Regions from separate parts of the Hordeum vulgare genome. Here region 1 is linked to region 2. A link is a contact called in public Hi-C data. All regions are on one chromosome and are shown on one strand. Each heading gives the region's core, a stretch centred on a gene start, on an enhancer-like site or on the middle of the called end of the contact. The rest is flanking DNA. Distances are from core to core; before and after follow the strand shown. Region 1 holds the start of LOC123433177 (monothiol glutaredoxin-S11). Region 2 has its middle 91 kb from the start of LOC123398838.

Region 1 (2,993 bases), core at 61-2,560, 540 kb before region 2:
ACAACTGTAAACAGTAAATACCTTGCAGAAAACAAAGTATGGCACTGCTGTAACTCCATATGCCTCTGAAATTTCCGGTTGTTCTTCAGCTTCAACCTGACAGAAGTTACCAACATGACGAGGATAAATAAGAAAAGGCTTGAGATATCCAAATTACGAAATGGTGTGTCATTGGCAGAGCATAAAGAATGAATCATAATTATGTGACCAAAGAACACTTCATAATAATCAAAGGACAATAGTCCCAAAAGAGGAATGTTTGATTAGATCATTCTTTTACTAGAGTTGGTTTCGAGATCTTATGGGTTTCGACTCTGCCCGCCCAACTTGTTTGGGAATAAAAAGGCTTTGTTTTTGTTATTGTTGTTGATTCTTTTACTTGAATCCCGGTCTGATGGCATCACACGGTGAAAGTAGTAGACAACAGACCACTATAGCAAAAAATATCTTACAAAAGACTTGATACAGGTACTGCCTGATTTCATACTTGTAACTAGAACAAACGAAGGGTTTCGGTTTCAAGCACACAAACGGGTTGAATTCTGCTTTTATCTCATGGTTCGAGTTAATCAACTGCATACACATCACATAGTGTTTCTCGCATCGTAAGTAAATAAATACTCTACTCCCTCCGTTCCTAAATATTTGTCTTGGATGTATATAGACATAATTTAGTGTAAGTTCATTCATTTTGCTCCGTACGTAGTCCGTAGTTGAATCTTTAAAAAGACAAGTATGTAGTCCGTAGTTGAATCTTTAAAAAGACAAATATTTAGGAACGGAGGGAGTATAAGCATGCGAAAAAAAGTAACCTAGGCAGCAGCATGAATCACGCGCCAGAACCCTAAACGCAAATCTGTGACCAGAGGCCCAGACCGCCGCCGAAGGATCACGATCCACCGGAAACCGGCCCGAACCCAAATCTACCGCGACCACAGGGGAGGAATCGGCGAGCAGCAGCAGCAGGCTGCGCGCGAGCGCGTGCGTGCGTACCCTGAGGAAGAGCGCGTGGGGGAAGTCGACGGCGAGGTGGGCGAAGACCTCGTCCATCTGCTTGGAGGCCTCGCACCAGGCCGCCCAGAAGTGCACCGCGGCGGCCCGCGCGCCGCCTACCGCCGCGTCCAGCTCCGCCCTCGACCCCACCTCCCTCACCGCCCCGCCGCCGCTCGCCATCGCCTCCTCCCCACGAAAAGCAACAACAATCGACGGCGAGAACGCTCGAGATGGTTAGCTACCAGCGGCGGGGGCGATTGGGGGAGAGAGACGACGGGTGATGACTCGTGGCGAGGGGTTGCGACCTGGGGTTTTCCTCTCCGGCCCGTGCCCGTGCGGTGCGACGGCGACGGAAGATTCCAGAAGGGCCCGGAACCGACCTAGGCCGTTTGGGCCTGGCCGGAGCGGGCTAACGGCCCAAAAGATGAAAGAATCATCATCGGTCTGACTGACCTGGACCCACGCGCCCAGCCCGGCAAAAAGCCAGAGGCTGCGGCGGCGGCGGGGCCCAGCCGCCGTCCCGGGGTCCCATCCCGGCATCCCCCCTCAGCTCCTCGCCCCGGCCGACGAGTCTATATAAATCCGAAGCATTCCTCAGGTGCCCTCCCTCGGGTGGCCAGAAACGAAACCCTAGGGTATTAGTCGCCACCAAACCCTTTGTCTGAAACTCTGAATCCCCACACACTGCCTCCACCAATTCAGATCTGTGCCTGATGGTAGCATCCTTCTGCTTCGTTGTTTTCGGTTTGATGCTCTTGGGGTGCGTGATTTTGCTGTGGATGGTTTGGATCGATGATGCTCTGGTAGAAATACTGCGTTATCTTCCTGATCAATGTGAGGCGGCTGCGATGACATCGCAGCGGCTTCCTGATGACACATTTTCTCTCGCTGAGATCCAGTACGAAGCAACTTTGCCTGCCTTTTGTTTTTTGTTTTCCTTTTGTCTCTTTTGCCTGTTTTCCTCTGGATGTTATTTTGAGACAAGTTGGAAGGGAGAACCTCGTTTCATGGTTGAGTCTCTCAACATATAGCGCTCTCTGAAAAATTGCGTAGAAAAGGAGAGAAAAAGGACAGAAATAGCTGGCGATTAGGTGACGAGTTTAGTTGTATGGGTTGGCAGAACGCGTGGCATTTTCTGTAAAGAAAACTTTTGCGGCAAAAAACGGCAGGATTCAGGCCAGCTGAACTTGTCGAAAAGAAAAAAGTTTGGTTGCCACCCCCCTCCCAGCTGATGTTTGCAAGTAGCCATGTATGTAAATCCACCGATTTCTTCAGATAACAAGCATCACTTGGACAAGTTTCCATTGATTCAATCTCCTATGAACAAAATCATTCCTCAAATCAGGCTCAACATTGTACACAAACAGTTTGAAAACAAAATTACACCAAGCGATGGTTCAGAACAAATGTAGCCATTATAACCACTCTTCTTCAGATAAGAAGCAGCACTCGGATGAGTTTCCGCTGATCCAATCTCCTATGAACAATCACGATCAATATAGTGCATAACCAGTTTGACAACATGAATCAACCAAGCGATGGTGGAGATGTAATGTGGCCATTACAGCCACATCTTACAACAAAATAAAGATTGTGAGCAGTGCAACATGTATAGAGTTTATGGTTACTACAACCCAGTCTAACAGTTTTGCTGGATTGTACCCGGTTGACAGACAGACGTGTCTGCAAACCTAAACATCATAGATACAACACGATTACAAGCAAAATAAACGTCAGCATCTCTAGCATACACTGTTCCCAGTATAGTCATGCATGCTTATTTACAGCTGCTCTAGTAGATTTACAATGGCTCTGGCAGAATGGTATAGCTCACTTCCATCGTTAGCGTCACCTGGTCCATGAGCTTAACCCACGAATTATGCCATATATCCATCAGCTGCAAAGAAAGGAAGCGACTTCAGTGGCATCACCTGCTCCTGCAACAAAGGGAATGAGAATGTGGTTGTCGTGAGTTCAGATCAAATTAGACTCGTCAGCAA
Region 2 (2,700 bases), core at 197-2,696:
GAAGACCATTAGTGATCCCAAAATCAAGAAACATAATTTTTTTATCGAAACACAAGAAGCTTAGCGAAATGATTTTGAGAGGGCATTTGGTGTGTTGCAAGCTTGGTTTGCCTTTGTTCGAGGTCCTGCTCTCTTGTGGAATAAAAAATCCCTCCCAAACATCGATCATGACTGCTTGTGTAATATTACACAATATGATCATCAAGGATGAGAGGCATTTGGACTTGATATACAACTATGACAATGTTGTTAGCCGCGTGAAGCGTGTCACGGACGGTGATGAGATCATTGCATTTCTTGAGACCTACCGCAAGATCGAGAACTGTGACACGCAGAACCAACTCCAGGATGACTTTATTGAGCATCTATGGCAGCTCTATGGGGTGAGATAGATCCCCATTTGTATGTATTTTTATTCGTGTGAGATTTGAACAATTTGGTGTTGTAATAATTATTTGAATTAAAATATTTATTGTAATGATGACTATTGTTGTATTGTGAGTTGCTTTTAGGCCATTTATATTGAATTTATTTTAAATTTTGCTGAAATATGTTATTTATTTAAAGTTATGTAAAAAAATGTGGTGCAACGAGTGCTTCGACTGAACAGATCCGCAAATGTGTCCCACAAAACTTTTGCGAGACGCGTTTGCGGAATCTGTTCGGCCGAAACGCTCATCGCATTGTAAAATATTTTTCCGAGAGCCCTCAAATCATTTTTTTTGTGATGTCTGTTTGCGAGGTCTGTTAGAGAAGCTCTTAATGAGAGACTTTTGATCTCGCATTCAGGTTCTGGAAGCTTTCCACCTAGGTTTTGGGAAGAATCTGAAAGCTTCTCGCCGTTTGTTCTGTTTCTCGTACAGGTCATCTCTCTTTTTTGCCTTTGTTATATATCTTTTTAGCCTTTTTAGTTTTATTTTTTATTTTTCTCTTTATTTTTTCAAAATGCGCAAAAAATAAAATTCAAATATTTTTCAAAATCAAAATTGTTTTAAAAAAATGTGAACCTTCATTTTAAAAATTCGTGATTTTTTAAAATTCATGATTTTTTTTCCAAATTCTTGAATTTCTTTTCAAACATTTTGGTGAATTTCTTCACAATTTTCTCCCGTTCACGAACCATTTAAAATTTGTATTTAAAAAAAAATTGTAATCTTTCTTTAAATCCATGTTTTTATTTTCATAACCACAAACTTTTTGCAAACTCCCAAACTTATTTCATACCCGTGAACTGTTTTCGAATCCATAAAAATTCCAAACTTTCCAAAATCTTGACATTATTTTCTTCAAATTCGTGTTTTATAAATTAGGAATCGTTTAATATCTAAAATAATTGAAACTTATTATTTTCTAAAGCCTTGGCGGGAGGAGGAAACCAGCACGTGTCGCTTATGGGCCGCTGTCCAAGTAGCTCGGACGCCGTAAACGCCAAGTAGGAGGGGAAGCCCTATTTAACGCACAGGCGCCGGTTAACGGCAAAGTTTGCTAACCGGCGCCTGCAGCGCTCCTTCATAGGCCGGCCCATTTAAAGATCTGATCTGTGTTTAGCTTGTGAATTTTTTTCCAAATTGATGAACTTTATTTGAAAATCGATGGACATTTTTGAAAATTGATGAACTTTTTTAAAAATCGGTGAACTATTTTTAAAATCAGTGAAGATAATGTAAAATTTGCGAATCTTTTCAAAATCAATGAACTGTTTTTAAAAATTGATGAATTTGTTTTGGAAATCGATTATTTTTGTTTGAAAATCAATAATTTGTTTTCGAATTCTGTGAATTTTTTAAAATACATAAACATATTCAAAAAATTGGTGAACTTTTTTTATAATCATTTAACTTTTTTCGTGACTCTGATCTTTTTTGAAATTCTATGAACTATTTCTTAATTTTTAAGGAGCGACAAATTCTACATGGGCTGGCCCACTAGAAAGAGCGTTGCATGCGTCGGTTTGCCTATCCGGCGCTGTGAAGGCGTCGTATAGGACCTTCCAAGTAGGAGTAGATTAATGAGCTGCTCGACTCGCTAAGCTCATGCACGTCAACCTTGTTACGCTTAACGAGTAAAAAATATTCGGCTTTGTTCATTTAAAGCTCTTTTAGCTTAGGAGCGCCCACGAGTGCTCGTTAATACACTATACGATGTGTTACAACTTACACATTATAGTAAGCACTATGCTCCGGCTTGGTAGACGTGATATATTCACGCTCGTTTGTTCGTGCAATCTCTTTGCCATTTGAAGACAATTAGATTTAAACATTATAATAGAAAATTAAATAAGGTGGCTCATGAAATTGCTAGGTTAGCGAAATTTTCATCCACTAGAGATTGGTTTGAGAAGCCAATGAATGATATTGTATCTTTTCTTATGAAAGATGTAACTATTATTTCTAATTAATGGAGTGGAAGTTTATTTCAAAAATTCCGTTTTCGTTTGTGTAGTAATGATTAAGCATGATCATTCATACGAGACTATAGGGTTGGGAGAATGCCCCCGCTTCGTTCGAAGGAGTGTCGACTCGGGCGGATCCCGTGCAGCCGCCACCCTTTGCTCCTTCGATCTTGCTCCCCCCGCCGTCGTTGAAGGATGCCTCCGGTCAAAGGCCGCGAGGATGATGGCAGCGACGGGTCCTCATGCTCCTCACGCGATTGATGGCTACAGGGGGACCCATCGTTTCTCACGTTACATGATCTTTGGTT

The links. Hi-C and Micro-C count contacts between places; a contact is called where the count stands out from the background.
Region 1: a Hi-C map of leaf shows a contact between it and region 2, with 5 times the contacts expected there. The contact joins the promoter of LOC123433177 here to the enhancer-like site in region 2. A contact is called at or near these places in 4 of 6 Hi-C or Micro-C datasets (leaf and seedling).

What each region holds. Positions count from the first base shown.
Region 1 is chr1H:311,690,482-311,693,474 of MorexV3_pseudomolecules_assembly, reverse strand. LOC123433177 (monothiol glutaredoxin-S11) reads right to left here and starts at 1,310. Exons shown (of 3, transcript XM_045115437.1): 1 at 994-1,310; 2 at 22-96. The coding sequence starts at 1,173. LOC123433145 reads right to left here. Exons shown (of 4, transcript XM_045115435.1): 4 at 2,521-2,930. The coding sequence ends at 2,871.
Region 2 is chr1H:311,155,222-311,157,921 of MorexV3_pseudomolecules_assembly, reverse strand. No RefSeq gene overlaps it. Among protein-coding and RNA genes, the nearest start is that of LOC123398838, 91 kb to the right of the region's middle. Within about 2 kb of position 1,446, at least 2 of the 3 cell types and tissues checked have open chromatin away from gene starts, as enhancers often do. A contact at or near this core is called in leaf, where this site is marked.